Linked DNA regions of Ovis aries: all the other regions are linked to region 1. A link is a contact called in public Hi-C data. All regions are on one chromosome and are shown on one strand. Each heading gives the region's core, a stretch centred on a gene start, on an enhancer-like site or on the middle of the called end of the contact. The rest is flanking DNA. Distances are from core to core; before and after follow the strand shown. Region 1 holds the start of LOC101118606 (cytochrome c oxidase assembly factor 1 homolog). Region 2 holds the start of STK17A (serine/threonine kinase 17a). Region 3 holds the start of GCK (glucokinase).

Region 1 (3,170 bases), core at 664-3,163:
CCCCATGGACTGCAGCACCTCAGGCCTCCCTGTCCATCACCAACTCCCGGAGCCTACTCAAACTCATGTCCATTGAGTTGGTGATGCCATCCTGCCATCTCATCCTCTGTCGTCCCCTTCTCCTCCTGCCTTCAATCTTTCCCAGCACTAGGGTCTTTTCCAATGGGTCAGTTTTTCTCATCAGGTGGCCAAAGTATTGGAGTTTCAGCTTCAACATCAGTCCTTCCAATGAATATTCAGGACTGATTTCCTTCAGGATGGACTGGTTGGATCTCCTTACAGTCCAAGGGACTCTCAAGAGTCTTCTCCAACACCACAGTTCAAAAGCATACAAGTTTAGAATTGTTAAATTTTCTTGATGATCTAACCTCGTTATCATTATAAAATGTCCCCATTTTCAACAACCAACATATTTGAGCAGGTACAATTTTTTATAACAGATACAAGTTTTATATATAAAACTATAGTAGATCCATGCAATTTCCCATTAAAAAAACATATAGAGGAAGCATAGACTTTGGATTAAAGATGATATTTTGGTAAAGATTACAAAGGAATTTTCCAGGTTTAAAACTGAAAGTTTTACTGTAAAATTTCTTGTAAACAAACTAGTCAGGACTCAATTTCATGATGACAGTATGTAAGATAAGTAAGAAAAGACATTCATTCTAACTTGCTGCTGCTAAGTCACTTCAGTCATGTGCAACTCTGTGCGACCCCATAGACGGTAGCCCACCAGGCTCCCCCGTCCCTGGGATTCTCCAGGCATGAACACTGGAGTGGGTTGCAATTTCCTTCTCCAGTGCATGAAAGTGAAAGGTGAAAGTGAAATCGCTCAGTGGTGTCCGACTCTTAGCGACCCCATCGACTGCAGCCTTCCAGGCTCCTCCGTCCATAGGATTTTCCAGGCAAGAGTACTGGAGTGGGGTGCCATTGCCTTCTCCTCATTCCAACCTACCTAATGCTAATTTTATTAATCTTTGAGGTAAATATTGTCTAGTTTACACTTAACTTTTATGATACGATGTAATGGCCTGCTCAATTGTTTTCTCAAAGTAGCTGTGTCAAAATGTCCCCATTTTCTTTTTTTCTTCTCTCTTTTTAATATTAATTTTCTCTTCTATTTGTATCATTTCTAGGTTTCTGTCTTCGAGCTTACTAATTCTCTTTTCCGTATGGTTTGCTCTGTTTCTCTCTGGCCTCTATCAGTTTCTTTTGATTAAAGAATCCAAGGGCCTGGGTGGTAGGTAACACTTGAACTTCAAGCTTGTCATTAAAGTAAAGGGTGACGTTAATAGTAGCGATGATGACAGTGGAATAATCAAGATGAAAATAATAATAACTAGCATTTATTGAACACTTACATACTGCCAGACGAGTCTGATCGCTTTATTAAGTAATTACTAGTACTAATGCATTACATTTTTTCTTAACAATCCATTCCCTGGAGCACAGTAAGAATTTAATAAATATTTAATGAATAAAAGAAATTAGCGTTAAGTTCCTCAGTCGAATCGGCAAGATGGACTTCAATGCCAGAGCGATGCTCAGATGGCTCGTGGTTTCGCATCCTTGGAGGTGAATCGAAGCGCCAGATCCCTGCGAGGAGCAATAGGAACCAGTGGTTTTAAATTTTCTAGGCAACCGCTGATGGACTGACAGTATGTTGGGGGCTAATGGCGTGCACAAAACAGAAAGCTGAGCTTTGAGAACACAAATGCCCTACTCGCGCTCGACAAGCTTCTGAGAAGCCGGGGAGCGGAACCAATTTCAGCCTGAGATGCCGTCGCTTTGGCGCCCTGATATGAAATCATTCATTCAAACCTGACTGCTCTAGCCCCTAGAGGAGATGACGTCGGAAGTCTCGACTGCTCCCCGCGGGGCGTGTCCACCCGCCGGCGTTTGCCCCACCCACTCCCACACGCTCCACTTCCGGAAGGGGCCGTCATGCTCTCTGCGGCTAGGTGTTTCTACGCCTAACAGGTTAGCGTCCACGCGGGAAAAAAGAGTCGGGTCAGTCCTACTCCAGAAGCATTTGTTCCCGTCGTTCTGGAGACCGCTTTTGCGCGAGGGGCGGACTGTTGCTAGGGCAGCACGTCAGGGGCCACCTCCTTGCTGGGTCGCCACCTCCTGGAGCTGCCTGATTGGGTGACCCCTGGTGGGCTAATCGTGACCTTGCCCCGTGGTCCTTGGTGAGCATTTCCAGGAGCACATTTGTGAAGAGGTGGAACTGCACTTTGTCGGTGGTCCCAGGTTACAACAGTTTGAGAGAGACCCTGCCTAGATGATTGTATAAAAGATTACTGTGGCTCGGTGGTCCTGATCATTCGTTTCTATCACAGCTGAGCTCCATAAGGGGGCTGACCATAGAAGTGATTTTCAGCGTTTAAGTGATTTTCGGGTGTTCGTATAAGCGTGCGTATGCATGTTTGTCAGTCTGTGCGTGTGTGGAAAGGGCTGTAATTCAAAAAACGCACAAGTATTATATTTTGCTGCTTTTCCTGGCCTCTTCCCCTTATTCCTCTTTATTCTTACCTGAGGGGCATTGCTCACCTTCACCTTTGGATATAAGCAACTCTCTACTTGAACTTACACATTTAAAACACAGATCTGACTGTTAATCCTCTACTTAAAACCTTACTGGCCTTCCCATTTGATTCAGGATAGTACAAATTCCTTTGGCTGGATTGAAGACACTTCAAAGTCTTGTTTCTGCTGAATTTTTCAGTCTCATCTCCTGTTCATGGGAAACACACCTACACATACATGCTCTATGCCCCTGTCATGCCATCCTGCAGTAATTTCATCTCTTTGGCTAATTATAATGGTTTACCCACGTTTGCAAATTTACTTTTCCATTCAGTCAGAATTTAGTGAATTCGTGGTTATTGCCAGACACTGTTTTAGGAACTGAGGGGAAAATGGAGTTAAAATTGGGGAGAAAAAGCCCAACCTGCAGTCCTTTTGAAAAATAACAGCTTGATTGAGATATAGTTCACACACCATGGAATTTTAAAACACACATTGCTTTTTAGTGCGTTCACAAAGTTGTACATCCGACAACCACAGTTTTAAACCATTTTTAAAGACACCTTGTACCCATTAGCAGTCTCCCTTGAGTTCCTCCTTACCCCACTTTTAGCTCTAAGGAAGTACTAATCTGCTGAATA
Region 2 (3,695 bases), core at 161-2,660, 150 kb after region 1:
AGCAAGCAGAGTGGGGATCTGAGCTCGGGTCTGACCCCAAAGCCAGTGCTTCTGACAATTTCTTCAAACTGTTCTCAGAGAAAAAGTCGGTCCCCAAACCTCTACTGTTCCCCCGTCGGTCAGCAATAAAAAAGAAAGAAAGAAAGGAAAATCCGCTTGCACGGAGATGCTGGTTCAATCCCTGGTCGGGAAGATCCCCTGCAGAAGGAAATGGCAATACCCCACTCCACTTTTCTTGCCTGGGAAATCTCATGGACAAGAGGAGCCTGGTGGGCTACAGTCCATGGGGTCACAAAAGAGTCGGACATGATTTACGACTAAACAACAAAACCTATCACACTGTGACCCCTCTTCAACGTACAAGACGTAAAGTATCCCAACAGCCTTCACCTTTTGCGATTTTAAAAACAGACCAAATTCTAAGCTCTCCCTACCCCTACAAAACAACAACGAGATGGGGAAGAAAAGGCAAGGGCTGTATCACTGCGTAGAAAGAGTCAGACAAGGAAGGGCCCAGAGTCCACAAGTGAAACCGATCTGAACTTAAAGCACACGGACCTAAATATTTCAGAACGCAAACAGCACAAACCCAAGAAATCGCAACTGAAGTCAGCAGAAAGCGGTTGACGGAAACTGGCCCAGGGCTGGTGCGCAAGAAGCTGTTACGCTCGGGGTTCTGCGCTCCTCTATCACAGCCACAGAGAGAGAAGCAGGAACCCACAAGTTCGCAGGCAAGACCAAAGCTGACTCCACACCTGTGCTGACTTCAGACTCGCTGCCGCGGGGAAAGATTTGCAGCGTGGTTCCCACGCCACCTCGTTAAGTTACCGTACAGGGGACCACAGAGGCTGAAACGCCCACAGCAAAAAGAGGAAGGGGTCTAGCTTCTGGCGGCAGCCTTTCTCATGGCCGCTACCACGGCTTTGGAGGAAGCCGCGCGTGGACTCGTGGCCGGGGGGCCCCGCCGCCCTAATCGCCGCCCGCACCCACGTCTGTACCCGGTCCCGACGCGCTATCTGCCCCCGCGCCGGCCGGCCTCCCGCACTTATCTGCGCGCGCCCGCCGGCCTCACCTGCCCAACTCCCGGCCCGGGGTCAGGGTGTAGGCGTCCTGAAAGGGCTCGGTGCGCACAGCGGTGCGGATCTCCGTCAGCAGCCCGCGGGCCTGGGTCGGGGGCGGCGGCCGGCGCGGCGTGCCCAGACCCCGGCCAGCCCGACCCGAGCCGGAGGCGGCGGCCGGGGAAGAGCCGCCGCTGCCCGGCTTCTCGAGAGGAATCATGGCGCTCGGGCGTGCTTTTCTTGCCTGCCACCCGGCTCGCTCGGAGCTCCCGGCGGGTAACGGCCCCGCCTCCAGCTGCCCCGAGCCGGCGCGAGGATGCCACCCGCTCTGCCCGGAGCTGCGCACAGACTGCGGCCGGCTGCCTCCAGGCCGCCTGGCTCCGCCCCACGTCCGGCCCCGCCTCTCCCCTGCCCCCCGGGGAGCTCCAGTGGGTTCCTGAGGGCCGCGTGCCTCGCGCGCGCCCTCTGCAGCTGAGGGGGAGAAGGTGCAGCCTGGCGGGGGGCCCGGCAGCCGGCCCCGACAATCTGCAGGCGACTCACAGCACCACCCTTCTGACTGGAGGACCCGCTGCGTCAGCCAGTTACGCACCTGCTAAGCATCTGAGTGTTGCAAATCTGAGCCCTACATTAATGAAAATGCGTAGGAGCTACCAGCCAGAGCTTCACGATCCCTTCCCTTGGGCGGGTCAGGAGAGGTGATGATCAGGGCTGATCAGGGCTGCTGTACAGCACGTGGAAGTTGCCTGGGGCATCTGGTACATTCCCACACTGAGAGGAGGACATGAAGGCAAGAGATGGATAAATATTTTTAAACCCGCATACCAGCCCTACAGTCTTCTCTATATTTAACTTTCAAGGTGCTCTCATCCGGTCTTGAGGTTTTAATTACATCCGTATGCTCACGACTACAAAATTTTTATCTCTAGTTTCCAACCATTCTCTGAACTTCACACTCATATATTGAAGTATACACTTGGCATCACCAGTTGGATAACAAATTAGCATTTCAAATTTAACCAGCAGAAGTCATCTCCTGATCATCCTTCATAAATTCAGTCCCACCAAGTTTCCCCACCTCAGTAAATGCTATTTCCATCCTTCCAGTGGTTCAAGCCAAAGACCTTGGGGTCAACATTGACTCCTCTCTTTCTCTCATACCCCTCATCCATTTTGTAAGAAATCCTCTTGGCTTTACCTTCAAAACATATCCAGAATCTGATCACTCCTCTCCATTTCCCCATGACCACAACTACCATTCTCTTTTGTCTGGATTATTGTGATAGCTCCCTAACTAGGCTATCTGCTACCATCCCTCTTCCTCCTCAATTCCACATCACTTATTTTTGAGGCCACCAGAGTGATCTTTTAAAAAATCTAAATTAGATCATGTCATTCCTCAGAGTTTTGCTTCTGGCAATGATGAGTTAGTCTATGTGTGATCAATACTCTCACTGAGAAAGTTGGCAAATTTTTCCAAATCAGATAGTCCTCTACTTGAAACATCAGAGAGTTTCAAAAGCAGCAAGAACTTGAATCACTGAGATCCAGACAAGAAGGGCATCCCAGAATGGCACCCCTTTCCCATGAAGCATTTGATAATTCCAAAGCAATGACTGAAAGGGTGAGAAAATAAGCAGGGCTTTTAGGTGTCTCATCAGGCTGGAGAGACAAAAAACTGGAGTTTAGGGATCTGCTAAGAAGAAGGAGCTGGTAGACACTCTAGACTTGTAGTTGGCACCCCAAAGTGCTACATCTTAGGAGTACTGGTAAAGGGAAATAGACAAGCTCTCTCAAGGACTGAAGAACAGCTTCAAAACGCAATAGAAAATCCCCTCTGGAGGAAAACACCATCATCCAAGGTCAACATTATCTCTACAATATTTCATACACAATGTCGGGCACTTAATTTAAAAGGGGGGCACACAAGAAGAATTATCTTAGAAACTGAGAGAAAAAGATAGAAAATAGAAAAAGTAATAAACAGGAAGAAGATGCAGATAATGAATTTTAAAGACATTTTAAATAATTGTGTTTAATATCTTCAAGAAATTAAATTATAAGATAGAGAATTTCAGCACAGAACTGAGAAATCCAAAGAATAAAATGGGCTTTTTAGAACTGGAGGAAAAACCCACAAACTAAAAGTACGACTGAATAGATGGGTTTAATAACAGATTCTATGAAGCTTAAGAAAGAGTTAGTGAACCTGATTAGGGATCTTAATAGATAAAAAAATTTGCAAAGTGAAACACGAGAGATAAGAGGAAATAATGTTCAGAAAAGAGACTAAAGCACATAAGGTACTATGTGTTAAAATGTTCTAACATACATATAACTGAAGTATCAGACGGAGAGGGAAGAGAAAAAAGAAGCAATATTTTAAAATATAGCGGCCAGGAATTCTTCAAACTTAATGAAGGACAACAACTCATAGAATCAAGAAACTTTATAAATATTAAGCAGGGTTTCAAGAAAAGAAAATCATACCTAAGCAGATCATAGTCAACTACTAAGAACTGAAGACAAAAATCTTGAAAAAATAGAGAAAGGAGATATATATATTATAGAAAGGAGATATATATTATCTATATATATAATATATATATAGGAGATATATATTATCTGCAAAAGAGCAAC
Region 3 (3,507 bases), core at 140-2,639, 230 kb before region 1:
GAGGGACAAAAAATGCTGAACATTAACAAATTGGGAAAATATTAGAAGGAAACGTGGAACAACATTTTTCTAATTTGGGTGGAAAATGCTTTTCTTAATAAGACAAGAGCTTCACAAAAGAAAGCAAAGAATGAAATTCATAAAAAATAAATATTATGTGATGAAAGACATCAGTGATCAAGCCATATGCTTAGCAATAAATGGGGGACAGGTATTATAGCATATTTAACAAACAAAGGATTATTAGTAACTATGGATGGAATATAAAACTAGTTAATACAAACTGAAAAGTAGAAGACAATTTAATAACAAAATAGTTAAGTAATAAAAACAAATCATCCTTAGAAAAAGAAATACAGATAACTGTAAACATATGAAAAGGTGTCCAGCACTTTGCAATTCAAATGATAATGAAACATAACAGATAAGTAAAAGTTATAAAGATTCATCAGCTCATGGATTGGCCAGCATGGAACCAAACTCCCAATGACTGGAAAGATTAATTGTGAAGCCATTTGAGGGGGTAATGTAGTCCTCTGCGAGCAATCCTAAAATGTGCCCAGCATCTGACCTAGCAATTCAGCCTCTAGGAACCATCCAGAAAAATCACATGCATGTGTTGACTCTGGTAAAAGACCAAGATTTGCAATGGAGAAAAACTGAAACTGCCCAGATGACCATCAGTACAAAAGTGGCTTAAAGATGTTCCAGTGGATCCATCTGGAGAGTTCTCCCTGGCCACTCCTCCTTGCTCCCTCTGCTGGATGCTAGTGGAGCTCAGATTTCCAGATGGTAGTCAGGGAAGGCAGTGACTAAGCTTGAGAGTGGTCTGAGCACGTGTGGCCATGCCAGTGGCTAAGCCACTCGTCCCCTCCCCTCTGGTCCCCAGGCCCTGGGGGCCTCTCCCCCTTAGGACATGAGTGTGGAAGACCCTCTGAGTCTCCCCTGGGAACTGGACAGGTGGCAAAGCCTGCAGCGATAAGGCGATCGGGCTGTCGCTATGGTGATGTCGAGATGGAGGCCTTTTGCCATCAGCCCCGGTTTTCTGCATGGCAGCTCTAATGACAGGACGGTCAGCCCTGCAGAGGCCGGAGGGCCTGAGCACAGAGGCCTGCTCCCGGTTGCCATGGCAGCGTGGGCCCTCGCAGGAGCGCAGGACGCCCTGGCAGGAGAATTCCCCACTCCACACCTGGTCGGAGCAGGAAGTGTTGGGCGGTGACTGAGCCTCGGGGAAGCAGGTTGGTGTGCGAGGGACGCACAGTCGTCTGCAACCTCATGACTCAAAGGCTGTCCCCCAGACACCGGAGGAAGGAGGACCTTTTCTGCTGAGTCTGTTTAGAGAGCACCGCGCCGTCACAGCTCAGCACAGCCCGAAGGGAAAGCTGACCAGCCCTGGGAGCCCAGCAATGGCCCTCTCCCGACCATACCTAGCCTGACAAGGCCTCAGTGGGGAAAGATCCCGACTGTGACCCAGGAGAGAAAGCTGGAGAACAATGAAAAGGAGGAAACTCTGTGATTGAACATCAAGCCGGAAACCAGCCAGAAGGTGGACCATACTCAACCAGATACCTGGGCCAGCCGTGACCCTTGGTTGGGAGAAGGCTGGGCATATTTCTGCCTTGGAAGCCTGTCGAGGAACGCTGAGGGGTCCCAGCTCCCCTGGGCTGGCTGCGGTACAAATGCTGGATGACAGAGCCAGGATGGAGATCGCCAAGAAGGAAAAGGTAGCTCTCTGCCACATTCAGTTTTCTAGAAGAATTTCTTCCATCTTCTCGCAGTCAGTGGTTTGTTTAACTTGACCAAGTGTTTGTGCCTCCGTAGCTGAGTGTATGCGCAGGCGCTTTAGGGACAATCTGCTGGGAGTGAATTGTGGGGCATTGACTGGGTTGGGCATGCTGAGTCCTCTTCCTGCTGCTCTAGAGTCCAGCCCTGTGACCTGGGAGTCACCACTGCCAGGAGGCCTGGGAAGTGAACCCTGTTGGGTAGAGGGTCTGGTGAATTTAAAACCCCAGCTGGGGAGGGGGGGTGGGGGGATGTGGGGTCTTAGTGGCAGAACCAACTACCTAGCAAGACTCAACAGACATCGTGAGAGCTCTCAGATGTCCATACCTCCCCACAAGAATCACTTAAGCCTAAGAACCGTTGCTCCTGGTAAGAAGTGGAGAGCAGTTACTTTTTCCAAAACAAAGAAAAATCCAGACATCCTGTGAGCCAGCTCTGTGCCCAAGCAGTGAGGAAAGGATCCAGAACTGGTGACAGGGCGGAGGGGAGCGCCCGCCTGCTCCCCTCAGCCAGGCGGGGCGGGGGAAATGGGGGAGAGGGCCCGGATCCAGTGCCTTTGGCATGGTTTCCCCCTCACATGTCTTTTCTTTTCCTTCTTCTGTGAAATGACGAGGTCAGCATAAACACTGGACTGGTTCTGCTCCTGGCAGAGCTAATGATGTTAGGAGAAAAACAACCAGCCCGGGTCAGGGCGCCCACAAGCTGCAGGCAGCGGGAAGCCTGTATCTGCTGGTCACTGGGGCTCTGGCCGGAGTTTGGATGAGAAATCCTGTGTGGAGGGGCCAGGGGGCCAGCTGGAGAGAAGGGAGATGGGGTCTTCAGCACGAGCAGAGAGTTGGCATGGTGGCAGTGAGAGGTGGGGCATGTGGCCTGCTCTGGGGAGTCCACCACATCAGACAGGGGCAGGCCCATGCCCCTTTCTTATTTGTCTCAGGGACACAATGCTCCCCATGGTAAACCCCACATGCGTTGGGGTGCTCCAGAGTGGTGGGGGGATGTGGGTCACTGACAGCCTTGTCAGGGCCAAGAGGAGAGGGAGGTCCCTCCTCTGGCCCATGCTTTAAGGGGGCACAAGAAACATCAATCATCAAGATAAATATTTTAATGCAAATTTTAAAGAATCAAAAATCAGTGCAAAAAATTCTGATGAGCAAAATGCTGACTTTCCAAAGAAAGAGGGCCCAAGTACTGCTGATTTGTTCGCTTGTCTCAGGCCTGTGCTGGCTGCCCTTACAGCGCCAGTCAGCAAGCTGCCAGGGCCAGATGAGGGAGGTGGGGGCTGCTGGCGATGTGCACACCCCTCCTGTCTGTCCCGGCTGCCCAGAGGGCCCACCTCTTGTCTGGGAGCCGGGAAGCTTCAGCTTGGTTTCAGAGCCTTCCTAAGGGTCTGAGGTTTTGCTGCCAGGCCTGCCCAGGTCCAGCCCTGCACCCCTGGGAAATGCTATTCCCACCACAAGCCATTTGGCCTGGAGCAGTAAGCAATTTCAAAATTGTCCCCAGCAGGTCGGCTGGGGCTGTATCCACTGCAGGCTCCCAGAAGAAGAGCATTCTGGTCGCATTGGAGGGACCTCAAGTGTGGCTGATTTTGCTCTTTCTGTTTCCCTGGTGCCTCTTGCCTATGCTGACATCTCAGATCACCTGGGGTCTTCCTCTATAATTTGTAGGAGTGTGTGGCCTCAGTACCATTTTCAGCAGCTTCATACATGGTTCTTCTAGAGCTCCTTG

Evidence for each region. A called contact is a pair of places that touch in the nucleus more often than the background predicts.
Region 2: a Hi-C map of hypothalamus shows a contact between it and region 1, with 8 times the contacts expected there. The contact joins the promoter of STK17A here to the promoter of LOC101118606 in region 1. A contact is called at or near these places in 15 of 16 Hi-C or Micro-C datasets (blood, hypothalamus, liver and 7 more).
Region 3: a contact with region 1 is called in a Hi-C map of skin fibroblasts, with 1.9 times the contacts expected there. The contact joins the promoter of GCK here to the promoter of LOC101118606 in region 1. A contact is called at or near these places in 2 of 16 Hi-C or Micro-C datasets (blood and skin fibroblasts).

The regions. Positions count from the first base shown.
Region 1 is chr4:79,021,867-79,025,036 of ARS-UI_Ramb_v3.0, forward strand. LOC101118606 (cytochrome c oxidase assembly factor 1 homolog) reads left to right here and starts at 1,914. Exons shown (of 6, transcript XM_060414798.1): 1 at 1,914-2,013.
Region 2 is chr4:79,168,600-79,172,294 of ARS-UI_Ramb_v3.0, forward strand. STK17A (serine/threonine kinase 17a) reads right to left here and starts at 1,411. Exons shown (of 7, transcript XM_027968745.2): 1 at 1,073-1,411. The coding sequence starts at 1,278.
Region 3 is chr4:78,787,736-78,791,242 of ARS-UI_Ramb_v3.0, forward strand. It overlaps GCK (glucokinase), which reads left to right and starts at 1,390. Exons shown (of 10, transcript NM_001287471.1): 1 at 1,390-1,724. The coding sequence starts at 1,680.